Linked DNA regions of Zea mays: region 1 is linked to region 2. The links are chromatin contacts, called in public Hi-C maps. All regions are on one chromosome and are shown on one strand. Each heading gives the region's core, a stretch centred on a gene start, on an enhancer-like site or on the middle of the called end of the contact. The rest is flanking DNA. Distances are from core to core; before and after follow the strand shown.

Region 1 (6,492 bases), core at 3,767-6,266, 220 kb after region 2:
AGCTGTTGAACCGGCCTGCACCAGTCGAACTGTGTATTTAACAATCTTTCGAAGTTTGTTGTGAAAATTTTCAGATTAGCCTATTCACCCCCCTCTAGGCTACTTTCAGCACTAATATGAATTCTAGCATGAACTCATAAGTATGCTCATGTGGCCTAATGACTCATACTAACAATGTTGCCTATCAATCTACTTCCTTTTCTATTTTTTGGTGAGGATTCAGTTAGCTCAACAGGTTGTACACTTGTACAGTTTGGAGAGAAAACCATTTCTATAATAGATTTTTTCGTTGACACAATTTCCGTTCGTTTCCATTTAATTTTTGGTCGTATTTGTTTGTTTTCGTACACCCATATAACTCGCACCCATTTCCGTTTGTGGTTGTTTCGCTCCTGCTCTCGCTTCTGACAATGAATTACGGGAGCACAAACGGGAGAGGGTTTTTTTCGTCCATTTTCATCGCTACACGTGCCAGGATTGCCGTTGACGACGTCCGGTGCGTCGCTTGCCTGCAATCGTGAGTCGTGCCCTACTCGATGCTCACAAGTGTTCTGACAGGCGACCAAGTCGAACACAAGACACATGTCATGTCTTATGCCACATCGAATACATAGTGATCAATATTGGGCGATGGGAAGACTCCAACGGCTAACTGATGTTGCATGTTTGGTGAGTTCTGACAGGCGAAGTTTGACAAATTTTCTAATGGTAACCTCTAAGATGACAACGGACCTATCCGATGCACCACCAAACATGTGTTGAGTATGTAGAGTCTACAGTGGGGTTCAAACGACTATTTTGGAGTGCATAGCCTATATATACCCCTCCAACTGAGCTCAACTCAAATCCATGAGCTAAGAAACATCAAATAGAAGTTAGAGGATCATCTCCAAAGCATCCAAGCATCCAAGTGCTCCAAAATCATAGTATGCTTAGTGTAAACATCTTGCGAGAGCCTTAGATAGCAATAGAGTTGCTGGAGAGCTTGTGTTGAGTTGAGCTCAGTGAAAAGAGAAAAGAAAAGGTGATCAAGTCCTTGTGGAGTTGCTGCTCCAAGTTGTAAAAGTGATCAAGAGCCTCCAAATTTGCGTGGAGTGCCTTGTGAGAGAGATTGCTCTCACTATTTGACAAGAGAAGAAGACAAGTTCTATCTTGGTGATCGCTTGAGTAGGAAAGGGTTGAAACAAACCCGGTTCTTTATGAACTTCTCAATAGAGACATAGGATTCTTTGTCAATTTGAACTTCGGTAAATAATCCTAAGTTTCTTATACATTCTACTTCCCATTTGCATTTGCTTTTGTTCTTCTAGATAATACTTGCTATTCATATCATTTTATCTTTATCTCTTATAACTTATTGCTAGTCTTTATTTCGCACTTCAGTTTTGCTAGCAACATAGCAAGTGATTATCTCGGTATATATCTTGGCTATATTGTTCTTATTCTAACCACCAAAGTAAGAAAATTCGGATTATAGTTTGTTATTTGAGTAAGAATTTCAGGTATTGCCTATTCATCCCCATCTAGACTATAGGACACTCTCCTTGACGATGATCAGCAGGTCTCACCAGTGCTCGATCTCGACCACGTACATGCGTGCATGCGTTCCCCAACATGGCACAACCATAGCGCCTTGACATCCGATGTGAGGCACACGGAGGAGCGTCGGGTCATTGGAGGCGGTGGGTAGGTCTACAACATCAGTGGCAGCGATGATCTAGTGGTGTTGGTGTTGGAGGTGCGACATGGAGGGTGGGACTAGGGGCCGTTCGTTTCCCTCTACTAAATTTTAGAACCTATCACATCGAATATTTAGATGATAGTTAGAAGTACTAAATATAATTTAACCACAAAAATAATTATATAAATAAAAAACAAACAACAAGACACATCTATTAAACCTAATTAGTCTATGATTCACTAATGTGATGCTACAGTAAACATTTGACAATCATGGATTAATTAAGATTAAAAATTTTGTCTTATTATTTAGTCTTCATCTATATAATTATTTTTATAATTACACTATATTTAATACTTATATTTAACATTCAAACATTCGATATGCCACATACTAAACTTTAGTCCGTGGAATCAAACACCCCTAACATGGTTGTATGGCGGTAGAATAGGGCGATGACCACAAAGGGGACCCGATGGAACGCTAGGTGGAGGAAAGGAGGGTGGTGTCCGCGTCCATGGCTAGGGTGTGATCAATAGAGGGAGTCAGGCTATCTTTAGCAAAATCTTCTATATTCTTCATCTATATTTCATTTTTATTATTTACTCTAAACGCCCCGTTTGGATCATTGGAATTGAATTCCATTCTAATAATAGTAATTTAGGCATATATCAATTAAGCTAATTCGGTTTTATGCAAAATATATTTGTATATTATTATTAGCAAGATGTCGGAGATATTTATGTGCTACATTTTTACTATAGAGGAGTGAGACGAATAGTGTCATGTAAGTTATAGATTAGAAACCAATTCTAGTAATGCATAAAATCATTTCCCACCCTCCACCCCATGAATTTTAGATAGGCTTATATCTGAACTTTGGAAAGTGGTGGAATATCAAATTCCAAAATAAATAAGTTACTTTATTGAGTGAATTCCAATTCCTCTAAAATGAAGGGATCCAAACGCCCCGTAAAAGATTTCATCATCTATATCTCTTCATCTCCAAGAATGTTCTCTAAATATCATCCTCTATACATAAATACCTATGTTAAAGGTATATTTTATTTTAAATTTTTGTACATACATATTTGTTACACTCTTATATGTTTAATATATATTTTTAGTTTTGCTTAATATATTGTTCAAAGTATTAAAATAGATGGAGAATAGGAGTGATGATCTTATATATAGAAAGGACGAAGGAACGTCATGTATATTGAAGACTTGTTTGGAGGCCACAAAACCGGAGAAGATTAAAGGAGCTAAAAATTCATTCTTATTTAATTTTCAATAAAAAAGGATTTTATCCCTTCCAATTCTCTTCGATATTTTATCTTCCAAACTAACCCTAAGAGATAGAAGAGAAAAAAAATCTCTCCTAACTATAAGGTAAAGGATCCTTAGTCATTGTTGAAGAGGTAACGAACCATAAATGGACACGAATGGTGGCCCGACAAACGAAGGTGAGGATCAGATAAAAATGTGATAAATATGTTGGCTTTTAAATAAAATCCTCTATTCAAACAGACGTTTTAGATATATAGCTTTTACTATATATTTAAATATACAACATATTTAAATATATAATAAATCTCTACTATATTTAAAGCATCAGTTTTAACGGTTGTTATGCGTCATCTTGAAGCTGTCTAACCAATAAAACATCATACTCAAATGTTTCTAATATTGAATATAAATTGTACATATGTATATATGATTTTTTTTAAAAAAAAATAAAAAAATAATCGTGCCGGGCAGGACCAGCACTATGGGCCGAGGCTATGGCCCAAGCATCACACGACGCTCGTGCCGGATTGGCCCAGACACTATTAAATGGGTCGTGCCTCTGTTCGGCTCGCCAGACACGACACATTTGGCCATCTATACCTCCGTACGATAATGATGGTCCTTGCCTCAGTTGCCACCACCTCGTTCGTCATTCTACTTCTTTTCTCTCTCCCCTCATGCCTCCACCTCCGCGCCACCCCATTCTCGGCAAAGGGCGTAGAAGCAGGCGCCTCCTACCCATATTCGTCCGACACCGACTCGTGCGGTGGCTATAGCACGTCCACGAGGACGTTTCACATCATGCGCGCACCATCGTTTTTGCCGTCGTCGAACGTCCCATTCGTCTTCCCTGCCTTCGCCTTGTTCTTCCACCCCAATCTGCTGCCCCATGCCCACGGTCGCAGCCGTGAGTCGACGTTGACGCGGGTACGGGGCGAGTCGGTCGTGCTCCTGGCCTTTCTCCGTGCTTGCCGTTGAGTAGGACATGGTGGCGCCTGCCACGCTTAGATTATCTTAGCGATGAGGAGTCCAGGTCTGAGATATTGGACAAATAAGGCCCATAGCGTGGCAGCAGTCGGTATATGCTACGGAGTTGGTGCTGGTGTTGTGTCGCTTCGGCGGGTTCAGGGCTGGGAAGACACTCGTATTATCTCGCCCTTCTCGGGCTAACGCTTGGTGCGGGTGCCTTTTGGTTTGGAGCTGCTCCAGCTGGGCTTCTTTCTCCGCTTGCGTGCTCTCTCCCTATATATCTAGCAGTATACTACCTATATCGCCTCCAGATGCCCAGGTCTTCGTCGTGTCCTTCTCCGGCAACGAACAGGTATGCCCGCCTCTTCCCTTCCACTCATGTTCTACGAAACCTTGAAGGTGGGGGAGGCGAGGGATGTGGGTCTCTGATTTGCTGCCTATGGTACCCGTGCGTCCATAAAAAAATATTATGCGAAGAGTGGAGACGACCAATAAAAAATCTTGAGAACTTTTTTGTAGATAATTTACGTGGGTATCGTTGTGAGCCGTCGCAACGCACGGGTAACCGACTAGTTTTATATATAATATGAGGAGTATTATATATGTATATATATTATTCGTTTTTATCTATAATCTATAACAATATACGATCTACCTGTTTAAACTTTGTAAAATCACCCAACCAAATTATTATCACACTCATAAAATCCACTAAGTCTACAAAAAAAATTACACCTAAATCTAACGCATCATCAAAACCACGGTTTAGATAATTGGATAACCCATCTCTTATGGTCACTCAAATCTATTAAACAATATTATTAAAATTATCCCTTATTCCTCACTCTTCCCCCACTCAGCGGTCGATCTACCCCTTTTCGGAATGTAGTGTTTGCACCGCTATATGCTGGTTATATTGATTGTTCAGTACTAAAGAGATAAAAGGAATTTTCTTTTTCAATCACCACAGTCAGGGCCCACGAGGTCATGACACTCGTGGTTTAGGCCCATGGGCCGGAAATTTGTGGCGGCCAGGCGGCCAGCTGCAACTCTCGGACTGCAGCATTCCATTTCCAGGAAGGCCACGGCGGCGAGAACTCACTCGGGCGCTGCCGGCGATGTACGGCACTTCCGACCCCACAGCTGCGGAGCGCACGGCTTTCCGGCGTGCGGAGAAACAGTACAAGCTTTACAAGACACTCAACGTCAAGGGCAGGTCCAGGTCCAGGTCCAGGTCAGGATGCAGGCCGTCTAGCGGAGAGGGAGGTGGCGCTGATCTGTCAGCCGTAGTTGACTTCCATGCTCTGCTTGCCGCCGACGGGGAGCTTCCTGACGGGATTGGTCGGCGTGAGTGCCCCGGATTCGACCGCCCCGTGTTCTGCTTCTTGGACCGGCCAGGTAACTGTGATCTCCTTTCGATTCTTTGTTTGGGGCTAAAATTAGGTCGTCAGGGTTTTTTCTTTCACTAGCGAATCTGAACATGGCACTTCGAACAGGGGAAGGTCTTGCAAAGTAGATGCTGTTTTAGTCCTGTGATGACATTTCAGGAGTAAAGCTTATGTGAATACCAAATCATCTTGTTTAACACTTTTACAATAAAACTATGCGTTCCTGCCCAAATTTGTGTGTAAACATCAAAACTTGCAAGTCATTTCTCATTTCCCATATGGCCAAGAAATCATAATGCCATTACACCAAATATTTTTCTGATATATTAGTACTCTTCTCTGTAACTCTGCAGGGTTCTATTTCATTCCTGGTGCTTTATCAACTGAGGAACAATGCTGTTGGATCAGGGAAAGCTTGAAAACATTTCCACAGCCACCTAATAGGACTAATTTGACTGCAATATATGGTTCAATTTCGGACTTACTCATCGCTGCCGAAAATCAACAGATATTGGTTGAAGCAGAAAATCCTGATATCCAAGAAAGAAATAAACAGAATAATTGTGGAGGGAAAACAGAATCCAAATACTTCAAATTTGTGGACTCAGAGAGCCAGAAAGGGGAAGAGCATAGGTCAAACGCAGCAACTACCCTTGTGAGGAAGCTCCGGTGGAGCACCCTTGGTCTGCAATTTGATTGGTCAAAGGTATGTATCCGGTTGCTTTCATGGCAATGCTAATTGCTAACAATAAGTTCATTTATATTATTGCTTGAATTCTGGTTTGTGGTGATATTGATGTATTATGAATTTCTGAAACATTATTCTGCAATAAAAATATGTTCGGAAGGTTCTACAATTGTTTCAAAAGTGTTCTATTCAGATCAATCATATTATTATTACAGATATAGAATTCCATTGGAGTGTTAAGTGTATGTCAAGGCACATCCTATAGGACCATACAACAGATGAGGCTTGAGGCTCTCCATATATAGTTGTCATTCCACTAGTGGAGATCATTCTCTCAAATCCCAAGGTTAGTAACATGGTATAATAGCAAGGATTAGGGTTAGGTTAGGATTAGTTCAATCCTCCACCATGATCCAAATCAATTCGGCAACCAATTTTTTTGCACGCAACACGCATTTCTTCTGGCTTGCGGCCCG
Region 2 (6,354 bases), core at 1,855-4,354:
TACAAATGGCTGCACGAGAGTATTATGGGTATTTGCCTTATACATCAAAAAAAATATAGGAGGTCTGTTTTGCCAAACGATATGTTTTAAAAATGCACTAGCTCATGTAGAGGAGCTGCTCCTATAGATGAGCTAGCTAGAGCCGAAATCATTTCCAGATGAGCCGGAGTCCACAAACAAATCTCTACTATACTTAAAGCACTAGTTTCAACGGTCGTCCCGCGTCATCTTTTTACAAAAAGTCACTATATTTCTTCGAAATCAACTCAGTGTAAAATATTAAAAAGCGGTGCATCAGGTCGGGTATGTTAAAAAGCGGTGCAGGAGGTGGGGTTTGAACCCACACCCTGTGATGGAAGAAGGGTGGAAGACACTTGACGAAGTTGTCTAACCAGTAGAACGTCATAATCAAGTGTTTATAATATTGAATATAAAATGTACATATGTATATATATATATATATATGATTTTTTTTGTAAAATAAAAAATAATCGTGTCGGACCGGGCCAGCACTACGGACCGAGGCTACGACCCAAGCACCGCATGACGCTTGTGCTTGGTTTGGCCTAGGCACTATTAAATGGGTCGTGCCTCGGGCCTACTCGCCAGACACGGCCTATTTGGCCATCTATACCTCCGCACGATAATGATAGTCCTCGCCTGAGTTGCCACCACCACGTTCTTCATTCTACTTCTTTTCTCTCTCCCCTCATGCCTCCACCTCCGCGCCACCCCATTCTCGGCAGAGGGCATAGGAGCAGGCGTCTCCTCCCCGTATTCGTACAACACCAGCCCCGACATCGAATCGCGCAGTGGCTATTGCACGTCCACGAGGACGTTTCACATCATGCTCGTACCATCGTTTTCACCATTGTCGGACGTCCCGTTCGTCTTCCCGGCCTTCGCGCTGTTCTTCCTCCCCAGCCTGCTGCTCACGGTCGCAGCCGCGAGTCGACCGACGCTCATCGACGCGGGTACGGGGCAAGTCGGTCATGCTTCTGGCCTTTCTCCGTGCGTGCCGTCGAGGAGGACATGGTGGCGCCTGCCACTCTTAGGTTATCTTAGTGATGAGGAGTCCAAGTCTGAGATATTGGACAACTAAGACCCGTAGCGTAGCATCAGTCGACATATGCTATGTAGTTGGTGGTGGTGTTGTGTCACTTCGGCGGGTCCAGGGCTGGGAAGACACTCGCATTCTCTCGCCCTTCTCAGACTGACGCCTGGTGGGGGTGCCTCTTGGTTTGGAGCTGCTCCGGCTGGGCTTCTTTCTTCGCTTGCGTGCTCTCTCCCTATATATCTAGCAGTATACTACCTATGTCGCCTCCAGATGCTCAGATTTTCGTTGTGTCCTTCTCCGGCAACGAGCAGGTATGCGCGCCTCTTCCCTTCCCCTCCTGTTCTACGAAACCTTGGAAGTGAGGGAGGCGAGTGATGAGGGTCTTGCGTTCATAAAAAATATCATGCGAAGAGTGGAGACAACCAATAAAAAATCTTGAGATCTTTTTGGTGGATAGTTTATGTGGATATTGTTGTGAGCCGTCGCAATGCACGGGTAACCGACTAGTCCTCACTAATGTTCAGGTCGTCGGAAACTGGTAATACTCAGCGTCCCATGTCCGTGGATTTTATGTTCATTTTACAAAAAGAGACACTACTACATCATTAGCGAGACGAAAAAGAAATATTAAAATAGAGACACGGGTAGATGCTTTTGTAATATTCTGATATATTGGCTTAAAACCCTATCTTAGAAGAAATATATTAGGTACCGTTTGTTTCTCGTTGGAATTGAATTTCATTTTAATAATTATAATTTAGACAAAACTAATTAAGTTCATATATTTATATATGTAATATATTTGTATATTATCTTAAATCATATGAGAGATAGTTATATACTACATTCATGTTATAACGAAGCAAGTAGAAGAGTGTGCTATAAGTTGTACATCGGAAAAATAGCATGTAAATCTATATAATCAATTTTCATCTCTCACCCCATGAATTTGAGATAGGCTTATATGGTAACTTTGAAAAGTGGTGGAATGTCACATTCTAAAAAAACATATTCCAATAGTAAAATTCCAAATCCTCAAAATGAAAGGAAACAAACGGGACCTTAGAGATGTGGCTCAAGAAAACACATCTGTGGTATATATAGGGTAGTGAGCCATCCACACGATGTATTGAAAAAATGTCCAACTTTAATTAGATAATAATAAAGGGTTCATATGGACCCGAGAAAGTCATTAACTCTGATAACTCAACGCAAGTGTACCCGTTCATGTCTGTCTACTGTTAGCCACATCTCTGGTCTCCTCGTCAAACTCCGTATCTGTACCACCCCAGCGCCGCCACTGACATTCTGTTACCGCCGCCACAACCGTCGCCAAAAATTAAATATGTCATCGTGTCCCTGGATTATATTCCATGACAACAATAAAAAATCCAGCTTTCCTTTATATATTATCATGCAAATAAAGTGATAGGAGTGGTTAGCCGAGTCAGGCACCTTGCAGAGCATCGCCCGAGACACCCTCGTTCGAGTCGGAAATGCGCGGCTTATTTTGGGTTGGACTCAAACGATCTATGACTACGTTTACCACACAGGATTGGCCTCGAACGAGTCGTGACTTAAGTCCCTCGTGTCTTGATAAGGTTCAGAGCGTCTTTGCTTATGACCTCTTCTTATTCAAGCGTATAAACACACCTCATATATAGAAGAAGAGGAAAAAAAATATCTATCACATGAAGCTTTTTCTGCTGACATCATTGATGAACTCAGCTGACAACACTGAATATGCAGTGATGCAAGCATATGTGCAAGCTGTCGGGACTAGATCAAGTGGCCGCTCAGCATATTACATTATTATATATATAATAAATTAATAACCCCTGGACCGATCGAATAGATCGCCACCTCCCTCCCGTCCTCCCCTGTAGAAGATGCTCTTCATCATGCATGCTTTACCAACCCATTCTGTTTCATCCCTGGATCGATATTTACCGCGGCAAATTCTTTTTTCCCGCTCCTGGCGTACCTACCGTACCCCTGCTATGCTAACGCTAGTGTATATATAATGCTGAATGTATATGGGAAGAGTGTCATCAATCAAATACTCAGACAACCATGGGGCACCAGGCGCAGCACGGCACGGACGACACCGAGGAGCTGCTTGCAGCCCACCGGCAGCTGTGGTGCCATGCCCTGGGCTACGTCAAGTCCATGGCGCTCAAGTGCGCCCTGGACCTGCGCATCCCCGACACCATCGACCGCTGCGGCGGGAGCGCCACCCTGGGCGAGCTGCTCGCCGCAAGCGAGATCCCGGCGTCCAACCACGACTACCTCCGACGGGTCATGCGCACGCTGACAGCCATGCGCATCTTCGCGGTCAGCCACGACGACCCCGCCAAGGCCGACGACGCGGCCGCCATCTCTTACCAGCTCACCCCGGCGTCCCGGCTGCTCGTCAGCAGCAGCAGCAGCAGCGTCGACGCCGCCGCCGCCGGCGCCGGCGCCTCGAAGGAGAACACTACTACCCCGAGCATCCTCCCCAACATCGCCCACCTGGTCCGCCCCAACACCATCTCCCTGCTGTTCAGCATGGGCGAGTGGATGAAGGACGAGAGCGCGGCGTCCGTGTCGCTGTACGAGACGGTGCACCGGCAGGGGATGTGGGCGTGCGTGGAGGACGACGCGGCCAACAGGGCCAGCTTCTACGAGAGCATGGACGCCGACACCCGGCTCGTGATGCAGGCCGTGGTCCGCCGGTGCCCGCACGTGTTCGACGGCATCAAGTCGCTCGTCGACGTCGGCGGCGGCCGCGGCACCGCCGCCGCCGCCGTCGTCGCCGCCTTCCCGCACATCCAGAGGTGCACCGTCATGGACCTCCCCCACGTCGTCGCCGAGGCTCCCGCCGGCACCGCCGGCCTGTCCTTCCACGGCGGCGACATGTTCGAGCACATCCCGTCGGCTGACGCACTCATGCTCAAGGTATGTGTGTATGTATGTATGTATACATCATCGTGTATACTATTACTCCATATAATATATACTGATAAACAGTTGTATATATATATATGATGCTGCAGTGGATCCTGCACGACTGGGATGAGGACAAGTGCATCAAGATAATGGAGCGCTGCAAGGAAGCGATCGGTGGCAAGGAAGCAGGGGGGAAGGTGATAATAATAGACACGGTGCTCGGATCTCGGGCAGACGACGACGACGACGACAAGACGTGCAGGGAGACGTATGTGTTGGATCTCCACATACTGAGCTTCGTGAACGGGGCGGAGCGGGAGGAGCACGAGTGGAGGAGGATCTTCCTGGCGGCTGGGTTCCGTGACTACAAGATCACGCACACCCGAGGCATCCCGTCCATCATCGAGGTCTTCCCGTGATGATCATGGATCGAGAGTCGATCATATATGCATGTTTGTACGTGTTTGTGTCATAATAAATCGATCGATCATGTTGTTTACCCTTTTTATTTCGGTATCTAGTTGCATCTGTGGGCGGGCTAAAATAAATCACGGCCGGCCGGGCTTCATCAAGCCCATGTATCCAGCTGTGTGTAATAATGCAATGGAAAACGAACCAAAAAGAATGCTTCCATTCCAGCAGCTCTCTCTCGCGTCCGCGTGCATGTCATGTGTGAGTGTGACTCCAGCTGAAACATTTTGCTTGGCTCTCGGAGGACGGAAACATAAATGATATCTGTTTGTAGCTAGCTCGCTGCTCGCCTCGGGACTCGGGTCGGGTGATGCATGCAGCTCACGGACGACGCACAAGCCAACCAATCAATGCCTGAGTAAAGCCTGTCCTGCGAACACATGCAAACAACAACAAAAAAAGCTGCCTGCGCGCGGCCAACCTGTCTGCGTTCAGCTCGTGCCCTGTCTGGTTTCTTGTCAGGGTGACAAGCAAGGAGATCTAAATTTTACACTGCTATGGGTATGTTTGGTTGCCTGACCCAGGGCACAACCAGGCCCATTTGAAACAACGTCTCAATGTTTGGTTTCGTGGCCCAGCGCACGAGCCTGTCTCAAGCGAGCGCACAACCAGGCCCATTTCGAACGCGGAAAAGTTGCTTCGCAAGTGAGCCTGGCTACTCGCAGCCGCCGCGGCTCTAGGGTTTTCTCCTCTCGCCACTCCTCTTGCTCTCGTCTTCAGACCCCTCGCAGCCGGCGCGGCTCTAGGGTTCTCTCCTCTCGCCACTCTCCTCTCGCTCTCGTCTTCAGACCACTCGCAGTCGCCGCCGCGGCTCTAGGGTTCTCTCCTCTCGCCACTCTCCTCTCGGGTTCTCTCGCCACTCGCAGCCGCCGCCGCGGCTCTCGCCTCTCGGGTTCACTCGCTCTCGCCTCTCGGGTTCACTCGCAGTCGCCGTGCTCACGGGCTCGCCGCCGTCATCTCTCTCCACCCGTGGTGACGACACCGCGCCCGTGGACGAGCTCGATCTGTCGATCTACTTTCATCTGCTTCGCAAGGTAAGCCCCTTTCTTGGCTGCTCATCTACTTTCATCTGCTTTATCTTCTCATTTGATTTCATCTGCTTCGCAAGGATCGCTCTCCTACGACCTCGATCGGTTCTCAGCTGCGAGCAAACCCTAGCCGTGTGGTCTCCCTCTTCTCAGGTTAGATCGCTCTCCTACGACCTCGATCGGTTCTCAGCTGCGAGTGAACCCTAGCTGTGTCGTCTCCCTCTTCTCAGGTTAGTACCCATCTAGATCTTCTCTTCTCGTTTGTCCTCCTAGTTCCCTCGATTACTGATCTGTGATCTTCTCGTTTGTCGTAAAGTTCTTGTCTTTGTTTATATATCTGATTAGTATACTTGCCTTGCTGATCTGTTGTCTAGTACCAAACTCTTGTCTTTGTTTATATATTTGATTAGTATATCTGATTAGTATTCCTCGTTAAATTCTTGTCTAGATCTGTTTACAGAATAAATATGAAACATACCCTTTTGATAATGTATGATTCATCAGTGATGTTTTAAGGCTCTGTCAGTACTGTAAGAAAGCCATTTAAGCATGTTTAACTGAACTTTTTAGTGATGTGCTTTCTTTATATCTGCAATCAATAGAATTTTTTACTGATGTGCTTAACTGAAGTTTTCAGTGATGTGCTTTCAATATCCTTGACTACCTGAACTTCACTGAACTTTTCAATATTATATTAAGTAGCATGTTGTTCAATTATAACTGAACTTTTCAATTATAACTGAACTTAACTAAACTTTTCATAATTATATTAAGTAGCATGTTGTTCAATTATAACTGAACTTTTCAATTATAACTGAACTTAACTGAACTTTTCAATATTATATTAAGTAGCATGTTGTTCAATTATAA

The links. A called contact is a pair of places that touch in the nucleus more often than the background predicts.
Region 1: a Hi-C map of leaf shows a contact between it and region 2, with 3 times the contacts expected there. The contact joins the promoter of LOC100382739 here to the promoter of LOC100147731 in region 2. A contact is called at or near these places in 8 of 25 Hi-C or Micro-C datasets (ear, endosperm, leaf and 3 more) and 1 of 3 datasets of contacts at active chromatin or transcription factors (leaf).

Annotation. Positions count from the first base shown.
Region 1 is chr4:20,142,038-20,148,529 of Zm-B73-REFERENCE-NAM-5.0, forward strand. LOC100382739 reads left to right here and starts at 5,017. Exons shown (of 7, transcript NM_001175456.1): 1 at 5,017-5,338; 2 at 5,682-6,034. The coding sequence starts at 5,059.
Region 2 is chr4:19,925,641-19,931,994 of Zm-B73-REFERENCE-NAM-5.0, forward strand. LOC100147731 (O-methyltransferase BX7) reads left to right here and starts at 3,105. Exons shown (of 2, transcript NM_001127247.2): 1 at 3,105-3,994; 2 at 4,093-4,623. The coding sequence starts at 3,131. The coding sequence ends at 4,404.